Linked DNA regions of Sus scrofa: regions 1 and 3 are each linked to region 2. The links are chromatin contacts, called in public Hi-C and HiChIP or PLAC-seq maps. All regions are on one chromosome and are shown on one strand. Each heading gives the region's core, a stretch centred on a gene start, on an enhancer-like site or on the middle of the called end of the contact. The rest is flanking DNA. Distances are from core to core; before and after follow the strand shown. Region 1 holds the start of PSIP1 (PC4 and SFRS1 interacting protein 1). Region 2 holds the start of SNAPC3 (snRNA-activating protein complex subunit 3). Region 3 overlaps TTC39B (tetratricopeptide repeat protein 39B).

Region 1 (3,477 bases), core at 427-2,926, 79 kb after region 2:
CTGAAAATGGTGCTTAGATATTTTAGTCTTAAATTTCTGAACAAAAAATCCTGGCTCCTTAATCACCTCTCCGTACTGCATGTACTACAGGAATCTGGGTTTACTTCTCCTTTTGCCTATGGGAAACAATCAAAGTAATCAAACAACTTCTTCAAGGTCATAAGGCAAACTTTTCCAGTAAAAACACAAAAATAAGTTTTATAAACCATCCTTGATGCTATCTTATCATAAAACTTTCAAGAACATCCAATCCTCTATCATATTAAACAAGTCAATCCAAAAGGCCTGATCTACTATAGAACAGGAAAAAAGTACCTATGAATTCAATTTAATCACATACAACTCTTTGACACCTAAATAGTTTGCATAGATCCCACTGGTATTTTGCATTTTACTCAAAATTAGGAAAAGGTCAATGTTTCATTAATTTTTAAACGTCAAATCTATACTTGATTATTTTCACCTACAGTGGAACATTAATTGCATCACCTTTAAATATCTCTATTAAAGAAACCTGCCAAAGTCTGTCAAAAACAAACCACAGAAAAATACCTAGTTATGTAAAAACATCAGGATTTTTAAATTACATGGGAGATTAGTGGGCCAAAAAAACCCTAAAAAGGTGAGCTTATAAATGAGACTAAAGAACTCGAGGGAGAGAAAAAGAAACGAGAAAAAAAAATTCAGAGAAAAGGATAGGAAGTAGGCCTCTGAAAAAGGTAGCATCGCTAAATGAGAAAGCTAAAAATCACTTACTCGAGCTGGCCAATGAGGATAACCTTTCATCTTGGCGAAGATGAGATCCCCAGGTTTGAAATCACGAGTCATGTTTCGGGGGCGAGGCCGGGGGTCCGAAGCCCAGGGAGGAGGAGCGGTGGTGCGGACGCCGAGGGGATGCGGGAGGGCGGAGGGGAGCCGAGGCTCCCCTGGGCGGCGGGAGGGAGAGGATGCCTCGGGGTGTCCCGACGCTCCTGCGAGGGAGAGCACCGAGGGCGGTTAAAGCTCAGAAACCCGAAGGGAGGGGCTGTACGGGGAGGAACGGGGGAGGGGAGGACCGTGGAGGGGCAGGGGTGGGGGTGGGAGAGTGAGGGGAGAGCCGCCTCCTGCTCCTCCCCCGCGAGTACTCGGCCTCCGCAGCCCGAGAGCTTCCCCTCCAGGCTCCGCCAGGTCCACCGCTCGACGACCGAAAAGACGCCACCACCTGAGGCAGAGATGCTTCTCAGCCCAATTCTTCTCTCTCCAGCCCCATCTTTCCTCTGGCTTTTTTCCCCCAAGCTTAAGCCCCAAGAGGGAGGGGGAGGAGGAGAAAAAGATGGCAAAAGCAAGGCGAACGTTCTCTTCCTATCCACACACGACCTCTCCCCTAGCCTGTTTCCCCGATAGTAGCAGCCCCGGGCCGAACCTCGGCTCACGGGCGGGCCGCGGCCACTTCCCCGCTACAGCCAGGAGTGAGGCCACCGAGGGGGGGCGGGGCGAGTCCCCGCCGCCCGCTCACCTGCCGGGGCCGCGGGCGCTGGGGCTGCGGTGGCGGACCGGCCGCCTCTGCCCGCGTCCACGCAAGCCACCTGCGCCACCAGCTGCCGCAGAGGCGTCTCAACGGCTCCGAATCGCAACCGCCGCCGCCGCTGCCGCCGCCGTCGCTGCGCTGCTCCCGCGCGGCTCCCGCTCGGCGCCCGCTAGCACTGGGGCGGGACCAACTGCTCGCCGACGAGGGGGAGTAACGCAGCACCCGCCAAAGGTCTGTGGCTCCGGAGAGGAACTTCAGGAGGCCATAGATCCCCAAGTTCGCTTTGGCCTAATAGTTGCAGTCAGACAGAGAGAGATACGGGTCCAAAGAAGAAAAGGAGTGGACACTAACAGGTCGGCCCGCTGTGGTTCCCCCCTGCGGTTTGTGGAATGGTCGGGCCCGGCCCGCCCCTGCTGGCTGCTCTGCGTGTGTGTATTTGTATGTGTACTGTATGTAAAAGGCGGGGAGGGAGGAAACGATTGTTGTGGACAGGGTTTGGGGGCGGGTATCTGGGCCTCCAGCCCTTGGCTGTGTGTTAGGGAGAACCTGGCAGCCTAAGCTAACATGTTCTTCCATCGTTTCCCAGGGTGGGGAGGTTTTCATTGCTGCAGTTGCGCGGTTTGCACCATCCAAAAAAGAACTGTACAAAAACCCATAGATGAAATCAGAGCATAAGGCGATTGCACTGTGCAGCTTGTAGGCCTCTTAAGCCTCGCTGAAGGGGGCTTGCAGGCTCCTTTTCTTGAAATTGTAATTTGAGAAAGCCCCATTTCTTTGCTTTTAAATTTAAAGCACCAAGAACTATTAAGAAAAATGCAATCTTAACGAATGCAAACCGTGCAGGATAGAAAACAATGACAGGAAAGCATAAGCCTTTCAGATAGGATGTGGGTTTGGGCCCTGACTTAATTTTAGCGGCATCTAAATTTTATTTCCCTAGTAGAATAGTAGCTGGTAGGTGGTACAGTGTAAAAGTACTACTGAACCTCAGATGTTTTATCTTTTAAAATACTCTTAAAGGATTTTCTAATTTCTTAATCCTTTAGCCAATATAATTTTAGTATGTTTTTTTTAAAGTACCTACTGTGTGTCAAGCATTCTTAAGTGCTGGGGGTACAACCATGAACAACAAGCACAGATAATTCCAATTTAAAACAATGAAAATATGAAAAAAGAATAAGAATATTAAAATATATAAAAAGTACATAGTTCATACTCCTTTAAATGAAGGACTCAACTGGGATGAAATCAAAAAAAGCTTAATATTAAATAAGCAAAAAATTGAGAATTTTTTGAAAGAGATATACATAGGCCTTTAAAAAGAATGAAAGAAGATGTTCCCAATACAAAATGTCTTTCAAGAAGACTAAAGCATACTTTGCAACATGCAGAGGGTTCCAAGTGATGCCAAAACAGAAACTGACTGGCAAGAGAGAGGGGGGCTGGAGAAAAGTGTTGAAGCCTCCCATCCTGAATTTGCGTTTGATATGTATACTAGGGAGCTACTAATTACTGCTGAACAAGAAAGTTAAAGATAATTCTTTAAAAAGTTATTCTTGCTTGCTACAAAATAGATGTCAGTAGAAGGAAGCTGGATGTTAGTACTGTACTCCCTAAGTGACTGGTTTCTGGATAACACTGTTGACTATGAAAAAGGGAAGGAAGGGCACAGCTAAGTTAACACAAAGGAATAATTGTCAGTTAGTCATAAATCGTGCGCAGGAAAAAGCAGAGAAAGACGTATTAAAGAAAATTCAAGACACTGAGTAGATAAGACTAAGGCATCATCATTCAGCAATCATTTTTTGTGCACCTCCTTTGTTTTAAGCCCAGTAAGCCTTTGCGACTCCAAGTGCGGTCCAGGGCCCTGAGGTTGGGCTTCACCTGGGAGCTTATTAGAAGAAACTTAGCCTTTTCCCAGACCAGCTAACTCAGAATCTGCATTTTAACAAGACCCCCAGATGATTCTT
Region 2 (3,433 bases), core at 128-2,627:
AGCATTGGCAAGGATGTAGAGAAATCAAAATCCTCATACAATCCTAGTGGCAGTGTAAAATGGGGCAACCACTGTGAAAAGGTCTGGCAGTTCTTCAAATGCTTTAACGACAGAGTTACCACATGACCTAGCAATCCTACATATATATCATTAGATACACATATATCTTCAAGGGAAATGAAACTGCACAAAAATTTGTACATGAATGTTTAGCAGTAGTATCATAATGGCCAAAAGGTAGACCTTTTTTTGATAAATGGATAAATAAAACGTCATATATCCATACACTGTGTATATTTAGCCATAAAAAAGTGAGGTTCCAGTACATACTACAATACGGATAAATCCTGAAAACATGCTAAATGAAAGAAGCTAGTCACTAAAAGATCACATATATGATGCCATTCATATTAAATGCCTAAGGCTGGAGGAGTTGGGATGATAGGTAAAATAAATGGGGTTTCTTTTTGAAGTGATGAAGATGTTCTTAAATTGACTGTGGTGCTGTTTGCCTAACTGTAAATCTACTAAAAGCCATTGAAAGAACATTTACAGCGGGTCAGGTGTATGGTATGTGAATTATAGAGCAATAAGTAAGTAATCAAGGCTCCTCCCATATGTTCTGCTACGTTGCCTCCTCTGGGGCTTCGGACACATGGAGAAAGTGCCATCTGAAGCTAGACGGATTGAGTTCTGACCTTGCTTCTGTCTCCTGGAGGTTAACTCCTTCCTCAGTAGCTCAATGGGGATGGTAATCCCTGCCTGGCAAGGTTGTTGTGATTTTTTAAAATATACACTAGGGATAATAATGTACAGTGTCTGACACATATTAAGTGCTCAAAAAATCAACAGCATGTTGCGCCTGTTCAGCAGTGATACATATATTACTGGGGGTGGGGGGCGTTGGGGAGGTTCTCAAGGAACCGGATCTGGAGGTCCGGTAGTGCCCCCCCCACCCCGTCTCAGCCCTCGACCCCCAAGGCTCTCAGGCTCTGGGACAGTGAGGCAGCCACGCAACCCTTAAATCAACGAAAAGTCCCACACCCCCGGGCCGAGAGGAAAGCACTGAGTGGGGCCATGGGCTTGTCAAAGCCGCTCGGCCCCGCAGAGAGCGACGCTGCGTAACCCGGAGAGCCGAAAAACCAGTCACACAAGCTGCAGTGAACAGAAAACCAAGCCACTCTTCGAAACGCCGCCAGCGGAGAACAATGCACTCAACCCCGCACGCGGAGACTCGCGGTGCCGCGCCCCGGGGCGGGTACGACTCAGGCCCTGCCGGGAAATGTAGTACCTGAAGTTGGGCACGTGCAGCCTCGTTGCCTGCTGGCCCGGGCCCCGCGCAACTGCAAGTCCCAGCATGCTCCGCGAGGCCTTGATCCGCCGGCTTTCTCAGGGAAGGGAGTGGGACGAATATGGCTGAAGGCAGTCGGGGCGGTCCAGCGTGCGGCAGGATGGAGGACAGACAAGACCCGGCCCCCAGCAGTGGTGGCTGCGGCTTTCCAGAGTACGAGCTTCCTGAGCTAAACACACGCGCTTTCCACGTGGGCGCTTTTGGGGAGCTGTGGCGCTGCCGACTGCGCGGAAAAGGGGACTTGTCGCTGAAGGAGCCTCCGGCACCCGCGGTGCCCGAGGGCGACACGGTCGCCGACTCCGGCCGGGAGGATGCTGCCGTGGCCCGGGATCTGGGCTGCAGCCTGGAAGCGGCAGCAGAGCTAAGGGCGGTGTGCGGGTGAGTGCGGGGCCGAGGGGCTCTTGGGACTTGGGGTCTACCCAGGTGCAGCCTTGCTCCTGCGCTCCGCTGGGACTCATCCTAGGGCGGGCCTGTGGTTTACTCCCCCGGGGTAGACAGGCTGCCCTTTCAAAGCTTTCAGCCTGGTGAAAGCCTTCCCTGAGTGACGGGAGAAGTCCCGTGATCGGAATGCACAATTTCTGCTAGTTGGAGTGAAGGGAGAGAGCTGCATAAGAGATTCATTTTTCTACTCACTAGTTTTTTAAGTGATTGTTAATGTAGTAAAACAATTATAGTAACAGCGACGGGTATCTGCCATTGAGAGGCACTTTGATGTTGGAAGGACCTTAGGAACGAAGAAGCTGGAAGGATGTTAAACCAGAATGGAATCTTGATTAACTGTGGTCTCTTTTGGCGACCTCCCGGGTATGCTGTTAATGAGATTTTCCCCAGAGTGCCTTATTTTGGGTGAAAATATGAAAGTAACATCTCTTTGTCTATTTAACAGTATTGGCCTCCTCAAACGCCATGTATCCTTTTACTTAATGAATATCGCACAGAATTCGCCTTTAATTCTGGCCTCCTCTGAGGCGCCTGCTGGATTTTATCTGATTTCTTAATTGTTCATTAACGTATTTAGGACACACTCTTCAACGCGCTACGGAAGGATTCGTGATTGCTTTTTTTTTGTTTGTTTTGTTTTAGCCTTGATAAACTGAAGTGCCTTGAGGAAGGGGAGGATCCAGAAGTCATCCCAGAGAATACCGACCTAGTGACTTTGGGGTATGGAGGACTTTGTCATTTGTTTAAATATTTCTTTCAACATTGTATTATTCAGAAGTCGACAGTATGGTATTGTTATCATTCTATCCACTAAATTCAGGCATTGTTGACATTTAGCCATCTTGGCTTTAGCTCTTTGTGTTTGAGATATTCGCTGTGTGTCTTCTATTGCAGAACGACTCAGTAAGTTGCAGACATTATGATAATTTACCCCGAAATACATGATCATATAGCTCCTAAAAGTATCATTCTCCTACTTAATCAGAGTGGTATTATTATTCTTAAGAAAATTAACAGTAAATGCATTAACTGTAATATTCAGTCCATATTTAAATTTTTTTTTTTTAATGTTTACAAACGTACAATTAATCTATTTAAATAGGTTTCTCAGTGCAAGCTAATTTTTCTGACGGTGCTTCTCAAACTATCATACTCTGGTAGTATGATAAAGTACTAGTTTTTTTTTTAATTTTTGACAGATCTATATCTGTAAAATAGGATAAAGATGAATTACCAGAAAAATGGAATTAAAAGACAATAAAACTCCAAATTTTTTATTAAATTCAACAGAAAAATCACTGTCATTGCTATGAACATTTCTAAATGCTTACTCTCATTGTACCAGTAGGATAACAGACCAACAGATGAATTCTGGTCTGCCAACCACTTTTGAGAAACACTGCTCTATGATGATACTGTTATGGAGAAACTGTGTGTGTAATAGTGAAATTTATAATTCCTGGATTGTAGCCCCTTACTTTGCACCATCTCAGTTGTGTTGTCAGCCTTTATCCTACCCTTTCTATTTTCCCTCAAAAAATAGAGGGGCATTTCTACTTCACCTTGGTTTCTTCTATAACTGCCAAATCTTTTTCTCTTACCCTGTTGCTAATATTTACATTAGCAATATTTGGAGTGATA
Region 3 (3,405 bases), core at 350-2,849, 110 kb before region 2:
ACTAGGCTAGCTGAACACTGCTTTTCCATCTCCAGCACTCCCTCATCTGCTATTACTTGGCCCTTGGCATTCTACTGAAAGTAAAAGCTTCCCTGTTGGTGTTCCCATTGTGGCTCAGCAGGTTAAAAACCTGACATAGCCTCCATGAGGATGCAGGTTCAATCCCTGGCCTCACTCAGTGGATTGAGGATTTGGCATTGCCAAAAGCCACAGCTAAGGCCACAGATGCAGTTCAGATCCAGTGCTGCTGTGGCTGTGGCATGGACCCCAGCTGTATCTCCAGTTTGACCCCTAGGCCAGGAACTTCCACATGCCACAGGTGCGGCCCTAAAAAGAATAGGAAAGAGAAAGAGATAAAGAGAAATAGAGAGAGAGAAAGAGAAAGAAAGGAAGGAAGGAAGGAATGCCCTCCTGTCTCCTCCATACATCTGTCTAGTTGGTCATCATCCACATGGACTCAAGGAGACCTATTTTCAATGGTCCGTTGCTTATTTTGGCATTCAAATTGTCCCAAATTTGGTCTAGGCAATTTTTACATTTCTATTTACCCCCTCCGAGCAAATTCTAATACCTAGAACCTGCTTATTATGAGAATTCTGTTTTGCCCAGGAATCTCACAAGGTTAAGGCTTAGACTCAATTATTTTTTCTGAGCGACCTAATGAAAACTGAGTTAGGTAACCACTGACCTACACACTTGACACACCAATATACATTACAAAATGGATCTTATTTAAAAGGGAATATTAAGGGTCTGCTTGATTTGCTGTCATCTGAAGCTAAGCTTCCTTACTAATTCTTAGCTGATCTAAATACTTGCAGAACCGAAAGGACCATCAGCATTTACACAAGAATAATGGTGCAGACCGCTAAAATTCAGTCTTTTTAATTGTTTCTTTTTAATTAAGGCAAAGAGCTATCTAGAGTGAAAACTGGCAGAAAAGTGCAGCCAGCGTAAAAATAAAGAACTGCCAAAATTAAGAAGCTGAGAGGGAGTTCCCATGGTAGTTCAGTGGTTAACAAATCCGACTAGGAACCATGAAGTTGCTGGTTCAATCCCTGGCCTCACTCAGTGGGTTAAGGATCTGGCGTTGCCATGAGCTGTGGTCGAGTCGTGGATCGTATGTTGCTGTGGCTCTGGCGTAGGCCGGCAGCTACAGCTCTGATTAGACCCCTAGCCTGGGAACCTCCATATGCTGTGGGTGCAGCCCTAGAAAAGACAAAAAAAAAAAAAAAAAAAAAAAAAAAAAGAAGTTGAGATATATCTGGAGACAACAGAACCAGTCAGAACAGTCAATAGAGTTTTGACCAATCACAGCAGAAATTTCAGGAACTGTAGCACAATTCACAGAGACAGGAACTCTGGGGAGCCTGATAGATTTGTGGCTGTAGTAGTGAGTTGATTCTGGGTGAGAGTTAGGTTACATCCATTGAGATATACCCGTACAAGATTTGAAAGTCTGAGGTCATTTTTCTGCCCCTTTCTGACTTCTGCTGTCCAGCAAGGGTGAGAAGACTGAGGTTGTCTCAACAGCAGGGCTCAGTATCCTTTCTCCACCTTCCAGTATATAAAACACAGTGGCAGCAGAGGCTTCTCTATTCCAGCTTTCTGATGTAAGAATCAAAGCCACCACAAAGTGCTGGGAAATCAGCTCCAGAATCATCAGTCTGGATGCCCCTGAGGGTCATTCCAGAGGCCTAGCCTAAAACTGGGCCATCAGCCCCTCTATGCATTTTGTAAGCACCTGATTCCCTTCTTAAACTTTCTTCCTTAAACTAGGTAAAGCAGTTTCCACTTCCAGCACTGAAACCCGATGGAGTGAGGAAGATGACAGAGAAGACAATAAATGTACGGAATAATACAGACAGTGATCCTATCTACAAGGAAATAAACAGAAGTAAAGAGAAAGGCTGCTTTGGAGATGTAACCTAAGGAAAGCTGCACTTGGAACCTGATCTTCCAAGTGAGAATGGAAAGTTGAGAAGGAGCTGGTCACGTGGAGGCCTGGTGCAATCCGCCAGGCTGGGGAAACACTCACTGAGGTGGGGGCGGGGGGGGGGGAGAAGCCAGGGTGGCTACAGTAGAGGAATGAAGGGCAGAGGGACAGGAGATGAGCTGGAGGAGGAAAGCAAAAGAAAGGAAGTGTGGATGGATTTCATCCTAAAACTTTGAAGTACAGGTGTAACGTGAATACCATTTGTAAAAGAGCACTTGGGCTGCAGGGTGAGGGTGGATTGTAAAAGGCAGAGGGGAAGCTAGGAGACCTTGAGGATGCTCTCCAGGAGGTACAGGGTGAGACACTGTGCCGAGGCCTGGGGACACGGTAGAGATGGAGAAAGGGGGCCAGGATACAGTAGGGAGCAGTGTTTTGGAGGAAGAGCAACAGTACCAGCTGATGACAGAGATGTGGGAACAGAAAAGGAAAATCAAGTTTGAGGCATGAAGAGGGTTTTTTGGGTCAAATAAGGCCATGTTAAGGAGCCTTGTGTTTGTCCTTAAATAATTAAGGAAAGGGTGATTGTCACCAAATTGCCATAATGGAAATGGAATGCTTTTCAGTTTTTGACAAAAAGAAGGGAGTTCATTTAAACATGTCCCATGTCCTGAAGTGAGCCTTACCTTCTGTCACGTGAAACCTACTCCCCCTCAACCCACCGCATGCAGATTTAAAGTTCTGACTTGGAGGACTTCCCTGGTGGCTCAGCGAGTTAAGGATCCAGCATTGTCACTGCTGTGGCTTGGGTTTGATCCCTGGCCTGGGAACTTTCACATGCCATGGGAATAATGAAAAACTAAACAAAAATTAAAACCCTGACTTGGACAGGGTTTGCATATATCAAAAAAAAGGGGACTCTTACCTAAATTAAAATGTAGCCTTCTCTACCATAAACTACAAAGGAAGATAAAGCAGTTAAGTCTTTAGAAGAAAAAAATAATTCAAGCTGGTAGCTTCACTTTTTAAATTGCCAATATAATCAGCAATACAATAGAATTTGTGGAGCCTCACACCTTAGTAAAGTCATATCTACTATTTATGAAATCAGAGTAGGTTTGCTTGCCATCTGCTGAAAAAGAATTCCCACGAATCTCAGTGTTTTCCATTTTGGAAAGTTGGGAGAAATACCACCTATGCACACGTGTTAGTATTACTAAATAAACTGTTAAAAATGTGAACACTTCAGGATTCTAAAAGCATTAAGTGCATGAATAAATTCTACTCATCCTCATTTTCGGAATGCTCCCAGATGGACTGCATGAGTGTTTTCACTTTGTCCCACTGCAGGCATTAGGAAGCTTTGGCTCCAAGTGCCTTGCTCTTGGTTACCTGGCTTGAGGTAGTTATCCACAGGGACAGTTTTCATCATTTGTACTATTAAACGAAAACAAAAACAAAACAAAACTAAT

What was found. Hi-C and Micro-C count contacts between places; a contact is called where the count stands out from the background. HiChIP or PLAC-seq counts read pairs in DNA pulled down with a chosen protein or histone mark.
Region 1: an H3K27ac HiChIP or PLAC-seq map of skeletal muscle shows a contact between it and region 2. The contact joins the promoter of PSIP1 here to the promoter of SNAPC3 in region 2. A contact is called at or near these places in 3 of 5 promoter capture datasets (fetal liver, fetal skeletal muscle and liver), 3 of 47 Hi-C or Micro-C datasets (fibroblasts, heart right ventricle and liver) and 1 of 2 datasets of contacts at active chromatin or transcription factors (skeletal muscle).
Region 3: a Hi-C map of skeletal muscle shows a contact between it and region 2, with 4 times the contacts expected there. The contact joins the enhancer-like site here to the promoter of SNAPC3 in region 2. A contact is called at or near these places in 13 of 47 Hi-C or Micro-C datasets (alveolar macrophages, brain, embryonic fibroblasts and 5 more) and 2 of 2 datasets of contacts at active chromatin or transcription factors (alveolar macrophages and skeletal muscle).

The regions. Positions count from the first base shown.
Region 1 is chr1:207,171,713-207,175,189 of Sscrofa11.1, reverse strand. It overlaps PSIP1 (PC4 and SFRS1 interacting protein 1), which reads right to left and starts at 1,676. Exons shown (of 11, transcript NM_001243670.1): 1 at 1,496-1,676; 2 at 757-971. The coding sequence starts at 828.
Region 2 is chr1:207,250,364-207,253,796 of Sscrofa11.1, reverse strand. It overlaps SNAPC3 (snRNA-activating protein complex subunit 3), which reads left to right and starts at 1,377. Exons shown (of 9, transcript XM_001927743.5): 1 at 1,377-1,729; 2 at 2,435-2,512. The coding sequence starts at 1,413.
Region 3 is chr1:207,360,120-207,363,524 of Sscrofa11.1, reverse strand. All of the region lies in intron 2 of TTC39B (tetratricopeptide repeat protein 39B), which reads right to left. Among named protein-coding and RNA genes, the nearest start is that of TTC39B, 14 kb to the right of the region's middle. Within about 2 kb of position 1,599, at least 2 of the 83 cell types and tissues checked have an H3K27ac peak or open chromatin away from gene starts, as enhancers often do. A contact at or near this core is called in skeletal muscle, where this site is marked.